Linked DNA regions of Sus scrofa: region 2 is linked to region 1. Evidence: chromatin contacts called from public Hi-C data. All regions are on one chromosome and are shown on one strand. Each heading gives the region's core, a stretch centred on a gene start, on an enhancer-like site or on the middle of the called end of the contact. The rest is flanking DNA. Distances are from core to core; before and after follow the strand shown.

Region 1 (6,692 bases), core at 2,045-4,544:
AAATTGAACATATATATCTACGTGTGACTGGGTCACCTTGCTGTATAGCAGCAAATTAACAGAACACTGTAAACCAGCTATAATAGGAAAAAATAAAAAATATTAAATAAATAAATAAAGCCCTTGGGATGTACATACAGCCAGCTGCCTATATTAATAATACACTATTACATATTTGGAAGTTGCTGAGAGAGTAGACCCTAAAAGTTCCCAACACAAGAAAAAAATCTGGAATTACGTATGGTAATGGATCTTAACTAGACTTATTGTGATTGTTTCAGAACATATGCAAGTATCAAATTATTATGTTGTGCATCTAAAACTAATGCACTGTTATATTTCGATCATACCTCAATTAAAAAACAAAACAGGAGAGTTCACACTGTGGCTCAGCAGAACCTGACTACGATCCATGAAGATGCAGGTTCAATCCCTGGCCTCCGTCAGTGGGTTAAGGATCTGGCATTGCCCTTGAGCTGTGGTTTAGGTTGCAGACGTGGCTAGGATCCTGAGCTGCCATGGCTGTGGCATAGGCCGGCAGCTATAGCTCCGATTCAACCCCTAGCCTGGGACTCTCCATCTGCCATATGCCGTGGGTGTGGTCCTAAGAAAAAAGCAAAAAAAAAAAAAAGCAAAAATTTTTTTATTTAAAAAGATGTAAGTATGGAGGAGTTCCCGTTGTGGCACAGTGGTTAACGAATCCGACTAGGAACCATGAGGTTGCGGGTTTGGTCCCTGCCCTTGCTCAGTGGGTTAAGGATCTGGCGTTGCCATGAGCTGTGGTATAGGTCGCAGATGTGGCTCGGATCCCGTGTTGCCGTGGCTCTGGCGTAGGCTGGCGGCTACAGCTCCGATTAAACCCCTAGCCTGGGAATCTCCATATGCCGCAGGAGCGGCCCAAGAAATGGCAAAAAGACAAAAAAAAAAAAAAAGATAAAAGTATGGCGACGTCTCAGAAAATCATCATATATAAGTATTGCTATTAAACCACGAGCTTTTAAATGTGATAGTCACTAGAATTTTCTATATTCTTATTATTGGGTAGTAATAACAATAAACAATATTACCACATACTGGTATCTACTTATCTGCCTGTCTACGTTATATTAAGTAAAATAATCAAAAGTATCCCCTACTTCCTCTTTCCATTAGTAGAGATATGCTATGATCATAAAGCAATGAAATTATATATTTTTCCAAAAAAGAGGATATAGAGCTCAGAGAACTATATTCAATATTCTATAATATCCTGTAATAGAAAAGAATCTGAAAAAGACTATATAATATACACATATAACTGAATCTCTTTGCTGTACACCTGAAACATTGTAAATCAACAATACTTCAATTTAAAAGAAAAGAGAGGGAGTTCCCGTTGTGGCTCAGCTGTAACAAATCCAAATAGTATCCATAAGGATGCTGGTTCCATCCCTGGTCTCGCTCAGTGGGTTAAGAATCCAGCATTGCCATGAGCTGCAGTGTAGATTGCAGAAGAGGCTTGGAACCCAAGTTGCTGCAGCAGGGGTGTAGGCCTGCAGCTGCCGCTCCAAATCAACCCCTAGCCTGGGAATTTCCATATGCAGCACGTGTGGCCCTAAAAAGAAAAAAGAAAAAGGAGAATAAAGCCTATTCATACCCAGGAGAGAAAAAAATACAAGAATATCTGGGGGAGGGAGGCAATGACATTTTGAGTGGGCAGCAGAGTCTGAAAGAATAGGAAAGCCAGGAGATGCCAAGATCATTAAATTACCAATAATGCTCTGAACTAGGACTCTAGAGCCACACTCTCTCCTAACCATGTAAGTAAGTATCCCCACATATCACAAAGTTCCATAGGAGTTCCCTGGTGGCTCAGCAGGTTAAGGACTTGGTGTTGTTACTGCTGTGGTGCTGGTTTGATCCCTGACCTGGAAATTTCCACGTGCCATGGGTGCTGCCAAAAAAAAAAAAAAAAAAAGCTGACAAGCCAACATAACGGCAGTGATGTGAAAAAAACCCTGAACTGGAAACTGAAGGAGGATGTCTCCACTCCCAGCTCCCGGATCTGTTTCCTTTGAGACACTGTGCAACTTACTTCGTTTCTCAGTGTATTGATCTGTCACCTGGAGATGATAACACAGCTCTGCATGATTACTCTTTGAAACAAATAAAATGATAGATTTGAAAGAACACTTTAATTGTATAACACTATCCAAGTTTCAGTCGCCGTTACCGCCTGTCCGTTTCCCACTTATTTATACCCTGTTGATATCACTGTGTGGTTATGGTCTATCTTCCATTTAAATTCCATGCTCTTGAGTTCCCACTGTGGTGCCATGGGGTGGGCAGTATCTCCGCAGGACAGAGGTTCTCTCCCCAGCTAGGCACAGTGGGTTAAAGGATCTGGCATTGCTGTCGCAACTGCAGCTCCATTGTGATCCCTGGCCTGGGAACTCCATAAGCCTGGTCGGGGAGCGGGGGGTGGCAGAACAAATGATAAAAAGATAAATTCCATGCTCTTTTCGGGGAGGACTTACTGTTGCCTTTGTATAACAGGTGCTCGCTGAAAGCATCTGAATGAATGAGCAGAGAAGGAATGAGGGGCAGTCATGGATTCCTGTCCTCTGCCTGCCATTGCCAGGACCCAGAAGCACAGCTCCACGCCTGTGTCTGTGTCAGCTCAGAGCTGGCTGACCACTTGGATGGGGTCGTGCCAGGCTAGAGTCAAGCAGAATATCTTTGCTCTCACTGTCCATCTGTTCTGCGGCAGAAGCCAGCACTAAACTTAGCCGAACTGACTCATGAACACAAGGATCTCAACAAGCCACACGCTGCAGCCAACATCTCTCTCCAGCCCCGCACCCCCTCACCAAGCTCGCTGGCCTGGTCCCCAGGATGCAGGGCTGGGAGGCAGAGCTAAAGGGGAAGCTGCCCCATGTGGACACTCCTCTCTCAATAAACGCAGCCCCAAGTAGAGGTTATTTCAAAATTCATTAAGCAAATGTGCAATGGCTCCTTGGGAGAGCCATTCCTTAGGCGGATGGCATACTTAGGGGGACAGCGGTGCTGATTCCGCCACAGTGAGCCGAGGGGAGGGGCAGCACCTCGATTACGATGGAAACACTTAACAAGTTTTGTCCATTTGTCCCCTCGGTGTTTCAGCCGTGCCTTTGGTACATCTTCTCAGTGTTCCTCTGCATCTGCAGGGTTTCAGGGCAAAATCTCCAATAAAGAGAGCCCAGGACTGCTCACGTGGGGATCCAGAGACGTCTGGCCGCAGTTATTCTGGTTTGACGTCATGGTGCAGCGAATCTTAGCCACACTTGCATGAAGCGCACAGAAAGAGCTGGAAGGAGTGGTCTGCACCTGGTGCAGACAATGAGGGGCGCCCCAGGGCAGAGGATTTAAAGACAATTACACAATGGATAAAAAGTAGATCTGCTTTTTATTATCACCAGGAGGAAAAACATCTAAAGTGGCAGTGACACAACAATCCTTCCTGCTGGGGGAGGATGGCTTCCTCCACTCCCCACCCCACCTCCAAGCACCCCTGAACCACACTCTTCATGAATTCATCCTTTCCTCAGTACATCCAGCCAGTCAGTTATTGATTAATGACAAACATTTTTAGAGCATCTAGCAGGAGACAGACAATGTGCTGGATGCTGGGGACGCGGAAATGGCCAGGACACAGCCCCTGTTCTCAGTGGGCTCACGGGCTATGGGAGAAAAACAAGGACATCGATGCTTACTAAATGAAACACCCATGTTCCTGGGCCAGCTAACTTTGGAGCCAGGAGTCACCCTTCAATTCAGTATTGAACTTTTGTATTTCATCAATTCTGAGAGACACATGCACTCATATTTTAAGAGACACATGCATTCCTATTTTAAGAATCCGCAATACAATTGCCTTCCTATAACTGTAACTGGCAGCATTTTTCTTTTTTAGGGATGCTCAGAGCCTTGTTGGCATTTCAGAGTCAAGGTAGAATGGTAATGCTGCCAAGTCCCAGGCTGTGTGTCGGCAGGAATCCAGGCTCTGCCAGGTCCTCTCACGGAGGGTTTCTGGAACGCCCCAGGAATCACGTGGCCAGCGTGTCTGTCCTGCTTGTCCCCTCTGTCTGAGTTCTTTCAGCCCATCTCATCCACTGGCGGCTCAGTGTTTTTTCACCGGCTGCTACCCCTTCCTCTCATTTCTTTGCCCTTAATTCCCCAACTGAGAGCTGACTCTGGGCTGCAACTAATGTCACAGGACAGCAGAGCAGAAACGGCCAGCCTGACACTCAAGCTCTTCCGCCACTCCATGTCCAGTCCTGAGCTATGAATTCCCACATGGTCACCCCTTCCCCAGCCCTCGTTCCCCAGCCCAGGACCCAACCCACCAGGAGAGGCGTCAGTGTTAACAATATGGGAGTTCCCTTCATGGATCAGTGGTTAATGAGTTCGACTAGGAACCATGAGGATATGGGGTCGATCCCTGGTCTCGCTCAGTGAGTTAAGGATCTGGCATTGCCATGAGCTGTGGTGTAGGTTGTAGATGCGGCTCAGATCCTGCATTGCTGTGGCTGTGGTGTAGGCCAGCAGCTACAGCTCCGATTTGACGCCTAGGCTGGGAACCTCCATATGCAGTTGGTGTGGCCCTAAAAAAAAGCAAAAAACAAACAAACAAACAAAAACAATATGCTCTTCTGGAAAAATCCTCACTGTCATCACTTCCATTCCAGAATAGGATCTGACCTATAACCAAAGATATATTAAACAGTTTTTCTTAACAGGATCACACTCTCCAGGACTCTCCCAGACCACCTCCCAGCACTAGGAGTTGTGCCATGGCCCAGAGAGTAGAGGTTCCTGAAACTTCTTTGTGCCATAGACCCCTTGACAGTCTGATGAATCTACGAACTCAAAACAATTTTTAAGTGCATACCAAACATTGGATTTCAAAGGATCCCAGTTTTATTGCGATACAGTTGTCAGAATAATTTTTAAAAATCAAATGTGTGCTACAGTAATAGATGTGCTTTTTTACATAACACATTAAATAACACGATCTACAGCCAGGTCTAAAAATTGCTGCAGTTTTGAAGTAGTGAAGAATGTAAAGCATATTTCCAGATATCTGTGAAATCTGTAATATACATAAAAATATCTTATGGATGGCAATGTCACAGCTACCGCTAATTCTACCTTGGCTTTTTGCCTATTTCATAATTGAAGGAAATGCTAAATTTCAGCTAGAGTTTAGTAAAAACAAAGAATGTCATTTGTACCAACCCAAGTTCACTGATCTCCCGAATTACGTGAGAGAAGGTTATGAACCTTTACCCTCGGACAGCAGGCATTAAACACTGGCAGCTTTGAAGATGCTATTTTGCAATGGAAACTACTCCACGTGTATGTGCAATGATGAAGGTAAACATGAGATACCTGGTGTGCTAAGAGTCTCTCATTGCCCCTCCAGATCCACTTTCTGCCCTTTGCTGCCACATCACCTAGACTTTCTTGCTATCCTGCTTTCTCTTGGGACCGTGCAGTGACTTGGCTGGACACTGGAGCCCAGGAGAGAGATTTGCATTGTCCTTCCCCAATAGCTGAGTATCTCCAGGGCTGGTGGGATTCACATGGCTCTGAACCAATGGATTCAATCAATGGATTTGGAGCCAGAAGACTCAGGGAAGCCCAGTCTGAACTCAGTAGCTCTTAGGTCCTGAGTTGGTCACCCCAAAACCAAGTCTCAGATCCTTCTTAAATAAAATGGATATAACAACCTCTTTCCCGGAGTTCTCATGGTGGCTCAGCGGTGATGAACCCAACTAGTACCCATAAGGACATGGATTCTAGCCTTGGCCTCCATCAATGGGTTAAGGATCTGGCATTGCCATGAGCTGCGGTGTAATTTGCAGATGCAGCTTAGATCCTGCGTTGCTGTGGCTGTGGCACAAACCGGCAGCTGCAGCTCTGACTGAACCTCTAGTCTGGGAACTTCCATATGCCTTGAATGTGGCCCTAAAAAGAAAAAAATACAACCTCTTTCCTGCCTACTTTCGGGGCTGTAGGGAGGGTCAGCTTGGACAGTTTTAAATCAGCACAAACACAGGAGTTCCTGTCGTGGCTCAGTGGTTAGTTAATCTGACTAGGAACCATGAGGTTGCGGGTTCAATCCTTGGTCTTGCTCAGTGGGTTAAGGCTCTGGCGTTGCTGTGAGCTGTGGTGTAGGTTGCAGACCCGGCTCGGATCCCACGTTGCTGTGGCTCTGGTGTAGGCCAGCGGCTACAGCTCCAATTAGACCCCTGGCCTGGGAACCTCCATGTGCCGTGGGAGAGGCCCTAGAAATGGCAAAAAAAAAAAAAAAAAAGCCAAAATAAAATAAAATAAAATAAATCAGCACAAATACAAATGTTGTAAAGTTCATGAATAGAAGTGGCAAAGGCAGGAGAGGGTGCTGGCCCTCGTGCAGTAGAGGAGCCAAGAGGCTCACAAAGGAGAGGGCTCTCCCCTCTCGCCTCCTTAGCAAGAGAGGCTGCATGTGCAATTGAAAAACTGAGTTCAGTGACAAACTACACACCCTTCCTTGATGCTGACGGCCGCAGCCTCCTTCTGCCCTACGCTCTAGCTGGCTATTGGAGAACCAGAGAGGAAGGTGACAGAGCCCCCTACCTGCAGGTATCCAGAAGGAGAAGTTAGGCTGAACTCTTTGGGAACCAAGGAGA
Region 2 (6,692 bases), core at 3,039-5,538, 150 kb before region 1:
AACTTGGGCCGGCTTACCTGGGCATTTGTTCTGCTTCGTATGGCACCTGCTGGATCGCTGGGTGGCACTCAGCAGGTGGCCTGGAGCATCCAGTGACTGCAGGCTTATCCTCATGTCCCTCAAAGCCTCCACCACGGGGTCACTGTAGGTGGGCCTGAAACCGTGTACCAGATCCTAAATCTTTGTGTTTTGCAGTAAAAGTTCTTTCCTTTAGGCTCCCAGGTCTCCCCTCAGTCTCAAAAGGCTGACTCGAGAGATAATAACTAGGAAATATGGTTATAGCTAAAAATTTGTTAAAACTGTCTCCCTTATGTTATGTCCTGCCTTGGTCCACTAACTTAGTACTAATGGTTCCTTTCCAGTTAGAGTTAGTTATATTGCACCTAGTGTTTCTTTTGTAATGGGAACACCTCTAATGCCCCTTCCCTGTGAGCAATCTTCACTCCAGAGAGAAAGTCAAGGAACCATAACCCCAAAGACACCAGAAACCATCATCGGACCCACTGACACCGGCCTCGACAACTCAAATGACCTAAGGATGAAGAATAATACAGACACCTTAATCAATAACCCTGTCTTGGGAGCTAAACCTGTAAAACCCCTCGCTGTCCCCCCTCAAGACAGGACATAGGTTTGAGGCATTAGCCTGCTGTGGCCTCCTTTGCCTGGCAGAGCCATAAAGCTGTTCTTTCTCTTCCTCAAAACTCTTGTCTCCAGGACTTAATTGATGCTGGTGTACCAAGGCCGCATTTTCAGCTACAGGCCTAGGAAATCAGAGCAGGGAGGGCACGTGTGTGCAGAGCCCTGGGCTCTAGATTCTAGGAGCTTCTTGGCAAAAAGATGAACTCTGGCAGCTGACCTCCCCTGCTGATGGTTGGAAGGGATTCCGGCTCATAATTCAGCACTAGAAAGTACCAGTCTCTAGACCAAAGTTTCTGAAAGATGTACATGATTCGCCACTGGAATACAGAAGACCATTCTCTGCAGGTGTGGGGGTGTCTCACGCTGGCCGCCTGGGCTGGTGTCAAGCTGTCAGCTGACCTTGGCAGTTCCACTCTGAGTACTTCCAAAGTCTCTGCCAAGGCTAGAAACTCCCCATCCAACCAAAGACCCTTGCGCATTATTTAAATAGGATGCAAATGCATGGTCTGCTCGGAGCCCTGGCAGCTTTCAATTTTTGTATTTTCAGAATGGTGGGGCCTGCCATCAGTTCACTTGAAGTTCAGTCCAAGATGTGCCTGTCCCTGACATTTGTTCTTTTTTTTTTTTTTATGCAGGTAACATTTTGGAGAATTTAAAAAGGAGCCATGGTTGTATTCCATTCCCTACCACCCTCCAAAACAATTTTTTTTTTTTTTTAAATTTCAGACATTTGTTGCATGCAGAAGAGCTGGGACATGACCAACTTATTTCCTACCGCCTGAGTCTCCAAGTTGGATTCCGTCATCCATCTGCCTGGCAATCCTTCATCATCTATTCTGTTTCTGATATTTCAGTGGAAGGAACTGCCTCTTCGACGGAAGGGCCTAGGCTCCTGGAGCGTGAGCAGGTCCCATCAGATGTGGAGCCTGGAGGTTGCTGGGGTGAGCAGCGAGGAGGTGGAGGCAGGCTGCTGGCAAAGTGAGGGGGAGCGCCCTTGTTCCTTTCCTCCTTTAGCAGTGAACTCTGAACCCACGCACACCTGTGCCTAGCATCCCGAAGCCCCACCAGGGCATCTGGGATTTGGGTGGGGGAGGGAGCCCTCTCAAAAGACAAAACCACGGAGGGGAACCAGCAAAAGATGAACCCGGGGTGATGCTGCATGGGTGGTAGGTTGTTTACACAGACTCTGGGCTCTGCCAGATTCAGCCCAGCCTCTGTTGTGTGTGTGTGTGTGTGTGTGTGTGTACACTTTCCCCCACTATATGGCTAGATCAGAGTGAAAAAAAGGGCACAGGTGTAAGGGGGATTAAGCAGGAAGAAGAAAAGGAAAGAAAAAGAACAGAGGGTATAGCATATGTGGGAGCTGTGATTGTCCTTCTGAAGCTCCCAAGTCCCTTTATGCTTCCTTCCCAGACATAGGCCCCAGAAACTACATTTCCCCTGGGGCAGGGCCTGGTGACTTAATTAGCACCAATGGAATGTGAGTAGCATAGGCTGCTCTTCTCCCTTCCTATGAGGGGCACTGGGCTCTGGCCTCTAAGAGCTCTGGGGGCAGGGAAGGACCAGGGCCCCCAGGGAGCTTGTGGTGCAGGGGAGCTGAGTTACCCGGCGAAGCAGGTGGGAAAGAAACCAACAATCGCATTTCAGTTCCCTGTCTTTAGTTTCTCTCTGTTGGAGTGCACAGAGCAAAGAAGGGAGGTGAGAGAAAAACTGAGGAGCTGTGGAAGAAAGGCTGGCACGGAAAACACCCCATCGATGGAGGGATCAGTTTCTAGGCAATATGGGAAATTGTCAACAGAAATTTTCCCAAGCCCCCCTGATAATCACCCCATCTTCTACAGTGTCTTTAAGCAAAATGATTACCAAGGCCACCACATTTACCTTGAAAGCTGAGGGTGTCTCAAAAGAGTAAGTGTTCCAAGTTAGAGGCCTGGGTGCTGGCCCAGCAAGAGTTTAATTCATCAACTGGGATGATTCTGCAGTGGAACGAACACCCATTTCTTTCTTTTTAAATGTTATTTTATTAAAGTATAGTTGATTTCCAAAGTTGTGCCAGTTCCCGTTGAATAGCAAAGTGACCTCGTCACACATATCCTTTCCTTTTCTCATATTCTCTCCCATCGTGTTCTAACCCAAGAGATGGATGTAGTTCCCTGTGTGATACAGTACGACCTCATGGCTTATCCATTCTTAATGTCATAGCTTGCACCCACTAACCCCAAACTCCCCATTCACCCCACTCTCTCCCCCTGCCCCCTTGGCAACCACAAGCCTGTTCTCTATGTCAGTGAATCTGTTTTCTCTTTCTTTCTTTGGCTTTTTTTTTTTTTTTTTTTTTTTTTTTTTGCCATACTCACGGCGTATGGAAGATTCCAGGCTATGGGTCGAATTGGAGCTATAGCTGCTGGCCTATGTCACAGCCACAGCAACATGGGACCGGAGCCATGTCTGTGACCTACACCACAGCACACAGCAAGGCTGGACTGCTGGATCCTTAACCCTCTGAGCAAGGCCAGGGATCAAACCTGTGTCCTCATGGATGCCAGTCTGATTCATTTCCACTGAGCCCCAGTAGGAACTCCAAGTCTGTTTCTTGAACACCCATGTCTGAGTGTGATCAAGACAGGTTGAAACCTTGGAAAGGGGACTCCCATGTCGATCAGGCATTTGACTGGATAACTTCTAAGGTCTCATCCAACATTAATGTTGTCCAGGAAAGGTTTAGTTCAGAAAAGCTGAGTAGCTTTTTCAGTGTTATGTGAATTATTTGCATTTCACCTCACTGTTCACTTGGGTAGTAGGTTTTAAATACTTAGCAGCTGTTACACCTGCTCTTTGCAAATCCCCCACCTGGCTTCTACTTTCTCCCTGGGTGAGTCAGAAACTCCCCGTGAATTGTCTGTTTCCTTCATATTATAACAAAACACTAGTTTCATGGCTTTGTCTTCCATAGAAATCTCAGGTATGCCACTTGACAGGTCAAGGCTGGCTGCCTGGCCCATGTAGTCTGCTTTCAGACTTGTTGGGAGGTCCTCAGTCCTGAAGGACATCTGTGACATAATCACAGATGCCTGAAATTCAGCTACTGGTGTTCATTCCTTGAAATTCTCCTTAGTCCTTTCTGAGCAGCTCTTTCTAAAAATGCACTCATCCATTAACAGGTAGCAAATGAAATGTGCATTTAAGAAGCACAGGGAAAGGGGAAATGTTGACAGAGGAAGCTGGCTCTGAAAAAATATGCTTTATTCACGGCTCTCCGTCACAAACTTCTTTGTGTCTGCTGCTAATACAGGAGAAAAGCGCAAGGTGGCCCTCTGAGGTCTTTACTCTCTTCACTCTGTACTTCTAAGCCCATTCATATTCCAGACCCACACATGAGAGAGAGCTGACAGTGACTTATAGCCAAGAGAGCCAGCTGGCCACTTGGCTTGGCCAGACCTCCCTCTCCTAACTGAGAGCAGCCCGGGCCCTGGGATCCCACAAATAATCTTGTACCTCTTGGTGTTCGAGCAGTTGGTCAGGCCAGGGCTCTTGGTGCCTTTTGTGCAGGTCATCTGAGGAGAAAGGAGATTCAGGACAGGTCGTATTTACTGGGCGGAGGGACAGTTTGGGCTAGGCAAGAAACAAGAGCCTGCCTGGAAGGGACAGACATGGAAGGAGAGCCTGAGTCACTTTCCGTGACAGAAGGTCACCAGACAATTGGCAGAGGGTGAAAAAGGGAGGCCAAGTGGCGAATAAAAGAGAAGGATGAAAAACAAACTTCTGCTTGACCCTTGTGCCAGGTGCCTCAACACAGAGAACAGGAGCCAGAGTAAGAATGTGGTTATTTATACATTTTTATGGGGACCTTCTGCCAGGATATTTTTGAGTCTCCAAATCTCAAGGTTCCCTGATGTGAGGGGGGGATTCGATTTTATTCTCAGCCTCACGGGATCATATGGAACTCTGGCTTTGTGTTAGGCTGCCAGCTTCCTTGAGCAGAGAAGGAGCTAAGATGTCAGCTCTCAAGAAAAAGGAACACAGCTTGCCTCAAGAAGGGAAAGGAGAAGAGAGGGAGGATTCGTAACAGAACATTTATCCAAAAGGGGGAAATGAGGTTGAGGACCTCTCAGTATCTAGGCTGACCTGAGAGAAAGAGCAACCCCCCGTAACCATCAGCCTGAAGGATGATGGCACAGACGTGGGCATTGTATTGAGGAGGCTGGATTAAACGCATGGACTCATGAGCTTGGCACTGAGTCTTTGTTTCCTGTGGTGGGCTCATTCCTGGGAGGGTCACTGTAGTTGAAAAGTCTGGCAGCACATTCTGCCTTCTCATTTTTTTTTATGTTCATATCCAAAGTATTATCATCCATTTGACTCTGAACTCCTAAAGGGACATCGACAGTGCTTAGTTCAATATCTTGAATGTGATCAGTGCTTATGACAATGTTAGTACCACTTACCAGGTATTTGCCATTAACTCTCCACATTTCCCAGTTTCTATGCTATTGGGGGGTGCTCTGTGTCTAGCCTGATCAGTGATCTGGGGAGCAGGAGGGACATGTGCTTTCTTCCTTTCCTTGCAGCTAAGACCATGAACTCCAAATGTTTAAGTCATAAGGTGGTGGAATCTCTTCCCAGATTGTGTAGAGTATCATTCATCCACTAACCCATGTTGGAGATGCTGCCCTAGTGACAAATCAACTTTTTTTTTTTTCGATGATTAGGATTTTGGAGTTCTTTGTTACTGCAACGTGATCTAATTCATGGTGACTCATAAAAGTTCAATAAATCTCAATCAAATTCAATAAATTTCATACAAATAAATGAATGAAATGGCTGAGCTGAATGACATTTGGAGGGCTACAATGGAATTTCCTACTTGGATTAAACTCTTTGCTGCCCATAGCCCAATTTTTCCTGTACTGAGCATTTTCTGTTTCAGGCACTGCACTAGAACCAGGGATACAAAACTGGATTAACATGTTCTCTGCTCTTGGAAGGGTCCCTATCTAGTAGGAGAGGCAGAGACACAGCCAATTACATTGCAGTAAGTGTTATAATCGATGCCAACACCAGGCAGTCACTGCTGCCAACAGCTGAGAGGAGCACCTTGGGAATTCAAGTCAGTGGAATTGGATAGGACAAAGCACAGAGATGAGAAGAGAAAGGACACATCCAAGAATCTGAGGGTGGTTTAGTTTCCCCTAAAGGATGAACAGGCCTGTGGTATCTTCCTGAGTTTGACTTGCATCAGGTAGATAAAGGTGCAAAGGTGGGTGGGGACACGAATCTCCAACAGTCAGAGTGCTATACAACATTTTGACATCCCTGTAGGTGACAGACAGGTATGGAAATGTTTGACTTGATAGAACGTCCATCTCAGAAAGCTCACCCCAATGGTGGTATGAAGGATGGACTGACAGGGAGGTAGAGTGGGAGCTGCCCATCATCTGGCGTGATATGGCCCAGGCCAGTGCTGGTGGCCTGCCCCCTGACCAGACACATGCGGTTTCACACCAACAGAAAGTCCGCTGCTGCCATCATAGACATCTTTTTGGAGCTCACCTCCTGTCACTGATTTCTGATAGGAATCAACACCACATCTGCTCCTGGTTCTCTGACCCTCAAACTCAGAGAGATTCTTGGTCTTTCTGGTTGGGATTGGCAGAGATGTTCAAGTGAGGCCTCAGATGGTTCCAAGACCTCTAGGCTGCCTGCTTCACAACAGACCCTCAAAAAAACTCACTATGTTCTGGTATTTTCCAAACTCTTTCTTCTTTCCTGCTTCTTTCTTCTGTGTCCAAGATAAAAACCTATCACTGTCTTCAGAGAAAGCAGAATTGCATTACTGATTTTTTCTGATTTTTTTTCTTGCAAGTATTTTACCAAGGTTTTAAAACCTGTGCCCGAGGGAAATAAAAGAGTATCTTTCTTTTTGTTTTCTATCAGGGAGAAGTGCCTTTTTACAACAAATTGGGTAGCGTTCCATCTTTTCGCTATTTTTACGGCATGGTGAGCACAAAAATAAATTCCAGATGGATTAAATAATTAAATCGTTGCATTCT

The links. A called contact is a pair of places that touch in the nucleus more often than the background predicts.
Region 2: a contact with region 1 is called in a Hi-C map of skeletal muscle, with 8 times the contacts expected there. The contact joins two enhancer-like sites. A contact is called at or near these places in 2 of 47 Hi-C or Micro-C datasets (embryonic fibroblasts and skeletal muscle) and 1 of 2 datasets of contacts at active chromatin or transcription factors (skeletal muscle).

What each region holds. Positions count from the first base shown.
Region 1 is chr5:65,156,878-65,163,569 of Sscrofa11.1, reverse strand. No RefSeq gene overlaps it. Among named protein-coding and RNA genes, the nearest start is that of NTF3, 110 kb to the right of the region's middle. Within about 2 kb of position 3,294, at least 4 of the 83 cell types and tissues checked have an H3K27ac peak or open chromatin away from gene starts, as enhancers often do. A contact at or near this core is called in skeletal muscle, where this site is marked.
Region 2 is chr5:65,305,192-65,311,883 of Sscrofa11.1, reverse strand. No RefSeq gene overlaps it. Among named protein-coding and RNA genes, the nearest start is that of KCNA5, 130 kb to the left of the region's middle. Within about 2 kb of position 4,288, at least 2 of the 83 cell types and tissues checked have an H3K27ac peak or open chromatin away from gene starts, as enhancers often do. A contact at or near this core is called in skeletal muscle, where this site is marked.